3 separate regions of the Zea mays genome follow, and regions 1 and 2 are each linked to region 3. Evidence: chromatin contacts called from public Hi-C data. All regions are on one chromosome and are shown on one strand. Each heading gives the region's core, a stretch centred on a gene start, on an enhancer-like site or on the middle of the called end of the contact. The rest is flanking DNA. Distances are from core to core; before and after follow the strand shown.

Region 1 (4,255 bases), core at 1,056-3,555, 290 kb after region 3:
AGGAAACGGCGAGGGCCACAGAAATTCTGCCTACTTTTTCTTCCCAAGAAAACGTCAACCGCCTATACATGGAAAAAAAAATTTGCCGCCTACCTTTTCTTTTTTTTTCCAAGAAAACTTGAACCGCCCATACATGCCGGAAAAAAAATATGTCGTCTACTTTTTCTAAACGCGGAGCGATTGCATGCGGTTCCTGTCTTTTTTTTTCCACCTCTCTAATAACCAACTGGCCGCATGCAGTGATTTTTTTTTCTCTCACGTCTCCACGCGAACTCCAGGGAACCAACTGACATGCGAGGTGGGTCCTGATGGGAGCGAAAGCTGGGGCCTGGGGGCTGGTGGCCGCGTGCGAGGGGCACCACGAGGTGCATGCGGTTTCAGAAAATGTGAACCGCCATGCAAGAAAAAGTCAAAGTCCACAAGTCTATCTATCCTTTTTTTCTCTAAGATAACTTCAAACGCACATGCAGGGAAAAAAACTTTCCTATTTTTTTTTCTAAGAACAGCTCGGCCGTTTGTGCATGCGGCTGCTGCGAGGAGTCCTGGTCTGTGCGGCGGCACGCACGGCCGCGCGACGAAGCAATTTTTAACGCCGAAAAGTAAATCACGGATCGAGATTTTATACCGCGTTTCTCGACGAACAGGAGCGAAGGCTGTCGCGTAGGACAGTTCGGCAAGGCCGGAGGACCTGCCGGCGTGGTGGAGAGTCGTTGCCGATCGGATCCACGAGTCGAGGTAGAGCAGTGCTGATGACGTGTTGAATAACGTAGTTGTCGCAGATCCCCGATCCGGACTCCGAACCCTCCCAACAGCAGTAGGGACGTGAGAAGTTGTAGAAGCCCGCTCCCTTCCCAGCAACCCAACACAGAGAGGAATAAGAGACACAGTGGATGGAAGCTCTTTCTGTCTATCTTTTTTATGATGGGTATGAGTTAGAGATGGCAGCGGGTCGGGTTTTGTTCGGGTATAATAATACCCGACCCGAAATTGTATCCGAGACTTCTATAAATATCCATACCCACCAAGCCAATCGGGCGAGAAATTGTACCCGTACCCATGCCCATCGGGTATCCACCGGATATCGGGTATTCAGTGGATATGTTATTGTAGACTAAATAACATTTGTTCAGTGTTATAATAAATGCATAAAATATTTTAGTTTACATCTAAGCACCAATGCAACACGAGAATGACTATATTTGGCTACACGTCGATACAATATCTCAACTCATAATTATGACATCCAATAAATTTAAATTTGAGTACAGAGAATAAAAGCTTAATGAGTTCATGACAGTTGACAATTATACCATTGTCAATGTCTCATTGGTCTCGATTACATTACAATTGACTGTTAACACAACATAAATTAATATTCATTAATCAACAACACATGCGAGTGAGTTTTTCTAGTGAATGTAGCACATTCTTAGTGGATGTAACATATTTAAAGAGGTATATTGATATTTCGGGTATCCACTGGATACCCATGGGTAAAGTATTTTATCCATACCCGACCCGATGTATTTCGGGTATCCGACCCGATAGGACCCACGAGTGAGTTTTTGTACCCGTATCCATATCCAGTGGGTACGAAACCCGCGGGTATCCATACCCACGGGTCCAACTGCCATCCCTAGTATGAGTACATATATATAACCTGTGTACCCCTAATGGCAGTTTCGGTATTAGCCCATTAAACCCCTTTTAGGGTTTCTCAACAGCAACCACTGCATCTCCACATGGTGCTACACCATGGAATTGAGCCCTCCTCCGTGTTCCCATGGATCCAGCGGCGGCTAATCGAACCCTCAATAATACAGACACATACATACACGGACGGACGGACGGACGGACCCCATCCAGTCCGGTCCAGCCAGAGAGGCCCATTTTTTCGGGCATGTTTTGCCGGTGCCCGCCATTTATATAATAATATATATACTTTCTCTCTCTCGGAAATCTCCAGCTGCCTTTGCGTTCTTTATTGGTGGGGAAGGAAAATTGTGTTCCCGAAAAGGCGAAAACACAACGAGTAAAATACAGTACTACTACTGATGGCATGGCAGCCTACTGTACTATTAACAGGGTGGGCCATGGCATGGCAGACGGAGGTTTACGGGGAGGAATAAATGGAGGTGGCGAGCAGAGACGGACGCCACCCCTGCCGTATTCACTTTTCACTCGTTCGTCCATCCTTCCACGCCCCCCACAGAACCGTCTCCCCAGCGGAGCCCGGCGCCTCACGGTCGCAATTTATTGCTTGCGCACCGCCTCGCCGCTTTGGCGTGGGGCGTTTGCCTGTGTGGCGCTTCGCAGGTGCCGTGGCTTGCCGCTTCCTTCGCCGTGCTCACTAGTCACCAGAGAGGGAGGAGGCTCTGGCGCTCTGCTTCTGCTGCCGCTTCTTCTTCTTCTCCTGCTGCTGCTCTTACGGAGATAAGCAGGGGGGGCCGGGCCGGGGCAGGGGGAGGTGACAGCTGAGCTGACTAGCTGAGTGAAGCATGGGGATGGACGCCGGCGGCGGCAAGCTGCCGTACAGCTACGCCGGCCAGCAGGACGGAGGGAAGCTGGTGAAGAGCGTCAGCCGCGTGGAGCCGCGCAGGTTCGGCCTGGGCCTCGTGGCGGGCTTCCTCCTCGTCACCTGCGCCTACTTCTCCACCGCCAAGTTCGACGCCATCCAGATCGCCATGAGTAAGCAAAGCAAGCCCTCGCACCCCCCGTCCCGTCCGTCTCCCCGCCGCCGGCCCCATTCATTCCACGGCGCTACCGCTGACTCTTTCTCCGAACGTGGTTTGTCTCTTCGTTTGCTCGAGCAGCCAGCCGACCCGTCTCCAGCAATGCGGGCGGCGTCGGGGTCGGCTCGCTGGAGGTGGGCGGCGTCGTCGCCGCCGCCGACACCTACAACGCCTCCAGGCAGGGATTAGGTGAGCCGTCGGCTAATCACTCGTCACGTCACTGGGAGGATCTCCTCCTCCAAAGAACAGGGTGGACGGACGAACGAACCAAGTCTGCCTACTCACATTAAGTCATCCCATCATCAGATCAGTGACAAAGGTTACTGTACCACCAATCCACGGCCTGACCTGCCGACCGTTTTCCCGTTCAGATTTGGGCAAGAAAGGCCCGGGCGCGACGTCCATGGCCGACGAGGGAAGCGAGGCCGAGGCGCTCGAGAAAGACGGCGGCAAGGCTTCTTCACCTTCGGGGCCAGGTACACACCACGGGCAAGGGCGCAAAGCATCGCGTGTTGTTGTTTCGAGATGCGTGGCCGTGGCCGTGGCCGTGCTTTCCCTTCCGTTGGGGTCAAGCTGACCGGCCTCGTGTGCACCGTACTCCCACCGCCGTTCCTGCACGCAAATCCCAAAAATCAGATAAAAAAGACTGGTTTTTCTCCTCCCCGTTCTCCTTTCCCCCACTAATCGCGCTTTAGGTTCTTGGTCAGGCGTTCCTGCCGCTCTCCTTCCTCCCGTGTCGTCAGAGGAAGCCGCGAACAGCACGCTGGAATCAGGTGTGAAAGCAACCACTCAACCTCCAACTGCCAGCTTTACTGCCATTAGTATGGCTCTTTCGAGCAAGATAAATGCTCGCCCCGCTCTTTTGTTTGCTTGCTTGTTTGTTTGTTTCCCACTTTTTGGGGAAGAATTGAGGGAATTTTTTGTGTTGATGGCCAGGCGGTCTTGAGGACGAGGAGCTACAGGTGCAGGATGCAGTTGCCAGTGGTTCCAAGAGGAGCAAAGACTCTGCCGCCGCCGCCGCCGCCACACGCAGCGCCAATGTCAGCTCACCCTCTGTGGTTCACTCTCACCATGCCATCCTCCCTGCTCCCGCGCAGCGGATTCCAGAGGTTAAGCAAGCAGGTATCCCCTCCGTCCCTGATTCTTCTCTTCTTTCGTGTGGTAAAAAGATGCGCCATCTCTCCCATCAAATTGCTCCATGAGCAGCTAGCTAGCTAAACCCCCACCGGGAAATGCGAGCGACGAAGAAAAAAAAAAGAAAAGACCTCCATTGCAATTCTTCAGGGTCTTAGGCATGTCGTTGCGAAACGCATATTGGTCAGACAGACACTCAAGAGTCAAGACCACCGATGTTGCTGCTGCTTTTGGACCACTGTGCCTTTGATTACGCTCTCTATCCTCTGTGTCCGTGCCGCATCTTCCTTCGCCTTTCTTGAGATGAGAGAAACGTACCCGTTGCAATAGCTGATAGTAGATTGCTCCGTTTCTAGGCCTCTCGTGCGATCATAGTTCCGTAGGTGCCG
Region 2 (4,618 bases), core at 349-2,848, 450 kb before region 3:
AATATTCCAGTTTTGATGTGCAACCTTTTTATGTGGCAGGCCTTGGAAAGGTTTTCATTGGGAGGAATTCGAATTGCAGATACTCTGGTTGCACAGGGTAGGATTCTGATGTTCTGGTACTGGTCAACCTACCTTCTTCTGAAGAAAAACAGACCGAAGTATCAGCAGCTCCTTCCACCATTGGAACAAGATAAAAATAAGCCGCAGGTGGAATAAGCTTTTCATTTGCAGACTTCGAAAGAATAAATTAAGGTAGGGCATCTTTGAATCAATCATTTCTTTGCAGTGGTCCTAATTCAACAAAAAGGCTTTATGTGGGGGGAACATATTGCAATTAGCAACGCAATCAATGTACTATATTGAATCTCCATTACTTCTATACCTTTCTGTTCGTTATCGTTTCCTTCACTAAGTTTTTCTCATGGGAAAATTATCGCCAATAAAACTTGCCCTGGGCCCTGGTTAGAGTTAATGGAATATGAACTCCCAGTCTCATGATGACAGTTCTGCCATGATATAGTTATTACAGTATCTGGTTATTCCCTATAGTTTATAGTTATTTCAGTGTCTGGTTATTCCCTATAGCCCCTGTTTGTTTCGGCTTTTCGCAGCTTCTGGCCACCAAAAGCTGCTGCGGACTGCCAAACACTCAGCTTTTCAGTCAGTTTCTATAAAATTCGTTTGGGTAAAAACCATTCAAAGTCAACATAAATATATAATCGGTTGAGTCGTCGCAATAGTAGTAATCCGTCACTTTATAGATCCTGAGCCCCACGGACAACTTTATCTTCCTCCGCACGTAATCCTAATGATACTCAGATTCTCTATACAGCCAGATTCTCCTTACAGCTAGATTCTTGGAAAAGCTGGTCAGAAAAAAGCTGAACCAAACAAGTCCATAGTTTGTTGCTGCCGTCAAGAAATGACTTAGGATCTGTGTCGCCCAACAATTTGGGTAACTCTGCAGTCTATATGATCCACCGAGATTAACACTTGTTATCTATGAATGTTAAAATCGCGTCTCACTTCGTTGCCCTAGTTTGAGCTGATGCTCGTTGCACATCGTTTCGTTACATGGCTGGCTGGCTCACAATGGTAACTGAAAACCCATCTTAATTTCTGTTGTTTGTTTAGATGGGTATTTAGATTCAGTTATATGAGCTAAATTGTAAAAAGATTTAGCCACTTTACCAATTACCATCTGATTTGTCTACTCACCCATTGTTGATCTGGTTCTCTTTGCAGTATATCTGGAGTCAAAGCGAGGCCGCGTTTTCTGCATAATATCTGGTTATGGGAGACCCCAGCATTATGGACGAGCCGAGGCAGTATACGATCCGCCGCCCAGAAGTTTTCTTTTTTATTTTTTAGATCCTACTAGTTGTGAAGTCAGCTCAATGATTGCCTGGGGCTGTGGGCTGTGGCCATGCCGCTGCAAATAAACTATCTCCAAATCGCCGTCCAAAGTACGACCACTGGCAGAGTGCCAGTAGTACTAGTTTCTTATGGTTTTCTCTCTGTACGTGCCAGTAGTACTAGTTTCTTAATCACGGGTGTAGTGCCTATAAACGCGTGCCCATTTCGGCTCAAAATTCTCATCAGCCTCTATTGGATTCGTCTTCCCTTTCCCTCGATCTCCAGTGTGGTCGTGCAGTGTTCTCTTTCTTGCCTGAGATACGAAGATCAGCCCCTGAGCCGATCCCATGGCTGCTTCTTCCCTCTCCCGTCCAGCAACGCCGGCCGCGCTCCGGCACGGGGCGTGCCACGGGCTGGGGCTGGCGCTACCGAGGAGTTTGCCGCTGTCGGCGGCAACGCGATGCGCCGCGCTACGCCGGGACGCGAGCGGCGGCCGGGACCAGTACGGAGGCGCGCTGGTGGACGAGGGCATGCCCGTGCTGCGGCGGCGGATCCGGGAGGCGTGGATGGTGGAGACCAACTACGAGGCGCCCGCCGAGTGGGCGCCGTGGGAGAAGCGGTACTACCCCGCCTACGTCTCCGACGTGTCTAGCCTCGTCGGCGCGCTGCAGCTGCTGCTCATGGGCACCAGGCCCGGCGTCGCCATCGCCGTCGCCGCCCTGGTGCTGGCCAGCGTCCCCGTGTCCACCGTCGCCGCGCTACACCATCTGGCGATGGTGGCCGAGGCCGTCCTGCAGTCCGTCCATCACATTTCTTGATCCAGTCGGACCATCTTTTGGTCTCCTTTTTTCTTTTCATTTGTAACCTTGAGGCAGTCTGCCGCGTGAATAGTATTGGAGGCTTGTAGTTGCAGCTGGATTGATCTAAAGATTCTTTAGCCTTGACAGATAGTAACAGTTTATTTTGAAATGCTCAAAAAATTTCAACACTAAGCAAACCGCTAACCCATCCACCCAAGTAGAGGTGTCAGTACCCGATAACCATGCGGAATTCCTCTATTAGGGCTGGTTTGGTGGACATAGAATTGGAGGGGATCCATGGGGAAGTAATCCCCCTCCGTATTCAAATTTGAATAGGAAGGGGATTCCTCCCACATGGATCCCCTCCAATTCCTTGTCCACCAAATCAGCTCTTAGGGATAAGGTATAAGAAGATTTTAATCCTATAGATATAGATTTTGGAGAAATTCTTTCCTCATTGAATATACGGGTATCAAAAAGCAGAACTCAAAACCAATTACTCATGAGTAATATTCATTTAGTAAAATTATATATGCACCCCAATAGGCAATAAGTCTAACAACCAACACTAACTCTCTCAACCCTTTTAAGCATCCATCCAATCCAGGAGAATAGCCACCCCGCCTACCCGTCCACATATCACTTTGTTTTTGTTGTTTTGCATGGTCAAACATGTTTTTTTTGTTAGATTTCAGTTTTTTTTGATATATTGTTGTTGGGTGTCGTGTGTGTTAAGGTCATATAAAATATAATATGATCATGCTTTTCTTCATCGGTGGTGTGGACTTAATGAGAATCCGATATCCGAATGAAGATGGGTATGGGAGAAATCCTATATCCATGATGGGTGTAGGGATGATGATAGTTTCATGTGGATGGGTATAAGATGTCTAAACATGATGGGGAATTCCCAATTCCCATTGACATCTGTACACGCAAGTTTGGACGCTTAGACTTTACAGTATTTGCAATTAGATTTGCTGCACTGAACTAAAAGGCATCCAGAAGGAACTTATCCGTTGAATTAATAAAATCGAAAAACATTGATGCATTTCTAAACAGCTTGTACCAAACTGAATCGAACTTTTCTGTGTTAGACTGTTTATTAATAGAAGGGAGGCGCCCAAATAGCTTGCGTAGCTACTTTTGTAACATTTTTATGTTTTTTTTCTTGTATTGTCCTCTTTCTATGCGTTCTTACTATATTTATTGACACGACTCTAGATATCATCGACTAATTTCTCTGTATAAAACTATTGTTGTCTTTCTTTTCTTCTCTCTCTCTCTATACTCCAAACTTTTTCTTTTTCTTTACGAACCGGCATTAGTTGTGCCAATCATTCTACATGGAATCTAGTATGCAAGTTCAGGTACTGTAAAACACCACATCACTAATAAATTCTTATACAATGGTATAACTTGAAACTTGAATCACCAAACATGATATAACCATAAAAATTTGAAAGAGCAAATCAAACGATCATTTGTAGAACTTTAACAAGTGGTTCATCATGCACTTATAACTTTAACGGAAGTTTCATTTCACACCCTCACTACCATTACCAGTCATACTAGCACATATCAGACAAACACCATCATAAATCATCTTATACTTGAATCATACTTGAAAACTATAACAAAACTCACACAAACATAAATTCTAAGTGGATAATGATTTTTTTATTTTTTGGACATAAATGAGGCAAACAGGTGCATCCTGAAAATCGTCTATACAAAATTTTCTACAATTCCCCATGTTGGTCACTATGACAAATTCTACAAAAATTAAGATAAACTTCCTACCTAAATTTGTTTTCATTTCCAAGACAACATTATCATTTTCGCAATTACTCCTAAACTGCTAATCGAATTGGAACAGAACCAGAGGCATTGGAAAGATAACAATGAAACCTACAACTTTTGTATCCATAGAGTCATTAAAATTTTAATCAATCTATACTAGATTTTGGATTTATTCCTATTGATCTCGAAGCAACGGACGATAAACAAATTCTCCTTGCCCCCTTCCTTCTCCATCTCCAATCAAACACTGCTGCAACAACATGGGGCGGTCTAGGGGAGAGGAGGAGGAGGAGGAGAGGGTGGCGACGACTAGAGGAGATGGGATGAGGGAGGAGCGGCAAGTATAGGAGGAGGAGGGAGTGACAGCCAGGAAGGGGACACCACGAGGATAGGGAAATAAATATGTGGATTCCTCCTAACTCTACATTATCTAACTACCTATATTTATTGGCTCCATAAAAACTCATTCAATACCCAAATGTGATAAGTTAACAGTCAAACTGATTTGTCTCAATGAGCTCTACGCATCCTGTCTCTAATCATCCATATGACACATAATTCATTGGGTCTAATTTGAGCCATATAGCAGTATTTGATTATGATTGTTATTTTGTTCGCTGGATATTACACTTACCACTAGATATGACTTGCTAAAAGAG
Region 3 (4,537 bases), core at 1,624-4,123:
ATACTACTACTCCCCTACCTGAATGAACTGTCACTTCGGAGGCTGGTACGTCATCAGGAAATGGAATTCGTGCGGCTGCTACTTGTCGAGTTGACGACGAGCTACCATTGGTTCTCTCAGGTACAGAAAAAAAAGGGTAGTACTTGGTTTTTAAAGGGAAAAAAAGGATATGAGGCAGATTAAGTGGTCTAAACTAAAGCTTTGTCTCCCAAATGCTTTGGGGGTACTGGCTATTTTAAATTTGGAGATTCATAACAAATGCCTTCTGTGGAAATAACGGCTCTTTAAGCTACCAAGTGATCAGGATGGAACATGACAAGAATTCATTAAAAGGAAATACCTACATTATAAATCTACCACTCAAGTTTCTAAAAGAGCAGGATACTCTCAATTATGGTCTGGCTTGAGGGGGTGATGAGAGATCAATTTTACCTATTGGCTCTTTTAGATTACAAAATGGTGAATATGTGAGATTCTGAAAGGATAAGTAGATAGCAAGTAAACCCTTTTATGCAGCTTAATCTTTATAGACTCGTTATGAAAAAAAACATCTTTACATATGTAATAATAAATACTTTTGGCGACAGATTTTAGTTTAAAGGCCGGCGAGCATCGGTACAAAGAACATGATTTTAGCACCATCTTTTGGCGATATTCGGTGAAAACAAAATTTATATACATAAATATATGCACCGAATAATAAGGACTAACCTATTTTAAAAACTTCTTTAGATTTATTACTTACTATCCTACGATGTCATTAAGTATATCAAATACTTGCAATGATCAAACAACACCAACGAGAACAAGATCCTGGCCGACATCAAATCAATGACCAAAGTTTGTCCAGGCCACAGATTATGTGAAAATAGTTTTGAACAATTCGAGATGCTCCTGGTGGATAGCTCTAAGACATGAAAAAACATTGTCATAATTCAAACAAGGCTATAGAAAATAACTATAGAACCATAATATACGAAAGCAAGATCATCTCCAATTTAAATCGATAAAAAGGGTTAAGAAACTATATAAAGGTTTTAAAAAAATAGTATTGTCGCTAATAGATCTTATCGAGATGACATCAAACTCAAAGGCTGCTTAGTTTGGCAGCTGAAATTGCAGTGTCACAAAACAATAATAGCTCTAAGTCCGAGTTCATGGAAGACACGTCAACATAAAACAACAATAATAAAATAAATAAATGAAAAAGAATTATGGTACAATAAGCAAACTAGACCCACACTTTTTGTACGGAGTAACCTGCTAATTTCGATGACATCGAAATAAATCCGCTTTCATCACTACAAGCTTATGAGATAACAAATAATCTCTCTCAGAACCTATTTTTGGAAATATAAGCCCATCCGAAGGAAGGAAAGAAAAAAATATTTAGAGGCGCTTGACAGATCACTAAGGGTGCGTTTGGTTCAGGAACCAACTCGGATGAAGCGGCTCCATTCCAGTATCTAGGAATTGAGCCATTTCATTCTGTGTTTGGCGAGCAAAATGGAACCGCTCTATTTTCTGTTTGATTGAAGAGTATAATAGAGCGGAGCCGCTCCGTTCATTGTTTGGTTAGAGAGTCATATGAGTGTGGAGTGGAGGAGAGGGAGGACGCGAGAGCGCTCGCATCCGGTCGTTTTGGTAGAGCGAGAGCATCCCAAATATTTGCCATATATAGACTCCAGCAGTCACTCCTCTCCTCTATTGGAAACCAAACATCAAAAAAATAAGAATGGAGCCGTTCCATTCATTTCTGCTTCTCAACCAAACACGTCATAAAGTATTGTATCCGTTCTTTTTTGTTTGTCGTGATTTAGTTATTAAAAAATAAGCTAGCGGGCAACAAATATTCTATAGTGGAGATAGTAATATTTTTTTTTCGGTTTAAAAAAATAATGGAGTTCGTTTCCTCTTTGTTGATTTACTTCTCGTCGCTTCCCTAACTTTGTTTGCAAGGGTTAAAAGGACAAAGACGGTTTTTTTTTGCTCCTTTAATTAACTCGCAAGGTTTACCAGCCATCACTCGACATCACGTATTTGCATCGCTCAGAAAAAGGCAACGCGAAAGTCAAACTTAAATCTTCTTTAGAATTTCTCAATTCTATCCAACCCTGAAAATGATTTGAATTTTTAAAGAATACAAATTTCCGGAGGCCTCCGGCTGGAGAGTGGGCATCGTGGTTTAGCGGCAACGGGTAGTGGGTGTAGCAGTCGCGGGAAACGCGTGCAAAGCGGTTAGCCTACTGCTTCCTACTACTCTGCTCCGAGTCCTAGCTAGGGCAGTGGTGGTGGTGGGCCACCGATAAGGAAAAGGAACCCGTCTGCGTTCTTCCAAGTACACGGAGAATCCTGCCGGCCGGATAATGATGGATGGCACATCTCAGCCGTCCATGGTCCATTACAGTGGTAATAACTAGCTCTAGCAGCTCCCATGCCATTCCACGCGCGGCGACAACTCCTGTACTGTACACCGTCATTGTTGCACCGTTATTAGACAGACCATCGGGACATCTCATCCATAAATGTGACTAGACTAGACTAGACAATGGCAGCAGGATTACCGCTGTCTAAGGCCCTGTTCGGTTATTTGGGATTAGAGACCCGGATTAATTTCTAGCCAGATTATTTCTCTAATTTATATAGATTTTGATGAGCTGGAATGAATCCTAGCTTATTCCGTTACAACCGAACGGGCCCTAAGGACGATATCGGCAATCTTACTAGTACTGTTTTTACTGCTACCCAAAAGCATGACCAATTTACCACGATCGAAAGAGAAGGCTCCTTTTTCAGGAGGGGAAAAAAAGTCAAATGGGAAAAGTGACCAAGTACTAAATAAATAGGAGGCCATTCTAGTTCTACGGAAGCATACAAAACAGCTGCAGTTTCAGTGAAGCTGTTGCCGGGCGATGATACGATATGATATGATGTAATAGGATACCAGTGCCATTTCCCACCCATTAACCTTACCTTGCCTCTCTTCTAATTTAAACCTCTGCTGCAAGGGAGCGAGAGAGAGAGAGAGAGGAGAGGCACACAGCGCGCAGAGAGACTAGAGAGAGAGGGTTTGTCCTCCTGCCTGCCTTGGCTTGGCTAGCTTGGCCTCCCCTCCACCTCCATCGGTGTATTACATCCGAGGGCACTCCATCTCTTGCGTCCCTTAACCCCTCCACCAATCCAATCCAATCCCTTAACCCCGCACCGAATCCAGACTTCGAAGCTTCCTCTTCCTCCCGGTCCCGGCCCCGGCCCCGGCCCCGGAGCCCTGTTCTTGGTACTTAGGACAAGGTAAAGATTTGGTTTTTTCTTCTCCCCGTCATCTGGTTCCTCTTCTTCTTCTTCCTGGCGCTGCTGTGTTACTCAGTTAGTTTTAATACTCGCCAGACGCTCCGAGACCCTCGAGATTGAGAGCTCGCTCGCTCGCTCGGTGTCTTCGCCAGCTGCCCACCCTCCTTCCTGCTCGTCCCCCCGCTCGCGCCTCCTCTTCCTCGGTGAGTCTCGGTTTCTTGCTGTTCAGACATTTTTTCTTCTTCTTCTTCTTCTTCTGTCCGTGGTGTACCGTCGATGCAACGCTAATTAAACGCGCTTTCCTCGCACCCCTTGTGCGGCATTTAGCAACCACCAACTCTCATCAATTCGTTCTCCTCCCACAGAAAAGTGGCAGCTTTTTATTCGTCCCACCATATGTTGCCGTGCGCTCCGAGCGTGGAGGGTTTTACCTGTTCTTGGTACACTTGCCGGTTTCGATCCACATCTCACAGCTTTGGCCTCTCTCGGCACAGCGGCTGTAATCCCACTAATCTGATCCCCATTTCTTGCGGTTATCAGTTTGGTATATATATTTTTTTTAAAAAATGAATTACTATTATTTCCAACAAGCGGTTCCGGTTAGTTTCTGTCAGTCAGTTCCTATATCATAAGGGAGCAGTTGCCCGGTTTCCTTGGACATTTGGATCCCCACCGCCTGCGACCGCGTGCTCCTCATTGGGTTTGGCTTCTTGGTCTGCCTCTGGTTACTCTTACCGATGTTTCAAACACAATTTCAATCTGTCAGTTGCGATTGCGTTTGATTGCTTTTTCTGCATCGAGTGTCTGCAATTCGCGAGGATGGTGGCATTGTTTCTGTGAACTGAACCATGGATCACGTGCTCGTAGGACTGATGGGCGACCATCTCGCGTTGATCGTGGACCGGCTGCTGACAGAGTCGACGCTGGAGGCGGCGATCGGCGGTGGGAAGCACATGGTCGATCTGCGTCAGGAGACGGTGGATGTCGAGTACTGCCATCGCGGGCTAGGCGGCGGCTCGGCGACCAAGGTGGTGGAGTGCAGGATTTGCCAGGAGGAGGACTGGGACACCTGCATGGAGGCCCCCTGCGCCTGTTGTGGCAGCCTCAAGGTACCTGACCTTTTTACTCACGCTATTTTTTTTTATTTGAGACCAAAATAAATGCTCTTGGTTAGACAGCAGATTCATGATCTTGCTATGGTGATTATGCAACTGTGTCTCAGTTTCTAAAAAATTGTCTTACAGTT

What was found. A called contact is a pair of places that touch in the nucleus more often than the background predicts.
Region 1: a Hi-C map of tassel shows a contact between it and region 3, with 5 times the contacts expected there. The contact joins the promoter of LOC100191928 here to the promoter of LOC100194121 in region 3. A contact is called at or near these places in 4 of 25 Hi-C or Micro-C datasets (bundle sheath, ear, endosperm and 1 more).
Region 2: a contact with region 3 is called in a Hi-C map of leaf, with 4 times the contacts expected there. The contact joins the promoter of LOC109941485 here to the promoter of LOC100194121 in region 3. A contact is called at or near these places in 8 of 25 Hi-C or Micro-C datasets (bundle sheath, ear, endosperm and 3 more).

The regions. Positions count from the first base shown.
Region 1 is chr8:10,432,330-10,436,584 of Zm-B73-REFERENCE-NAM-5.0, reverse strand. It overlaps LOC100191928, which reads left to right and starts at 2,305. Exons shown (of 6, transcript NM_001137515.1): 1 at 2,305-2,688; 2 at 2,814-2,921; 3 at 3,104-3,208; 4 at 3,440-3,505; 5 at 3,669-3,854. The coding sequence starts at 2,499.
Region 2 is chr8:11,164,817-11,169,434 of Zm-B73-REFERENCE-NAM-5.0, reverse strand. It overlaps LOC109941485, which reads left to right and starts at 1,598. Exons shown (of 1, transcript NM_001364504.1): 1 at 1,598-2,302. The coding sequence starts at 1,704. The coding sequence ends at 2,174. LOC100285631 (ABC-2 type transporter family protein) reads left to right here. Exons shown (of 12, transcript NM_001158522.2): 11 at 40-252; 12 at 1,246-1,627. The coding sequence ends at 216.
Region 3 is chr8:10,718,338-10,722,874 of Zm-B73-REFERENCE-NAM-5.0, reverse strand. It overlaps LOC100194121, which reads left to right and starts at 2,873. Exons shown (of 9, transcript NR_183225.1): 1 at 2,873-3,291; 2 at 3,388-3,494; 3 at 4,159-4,400.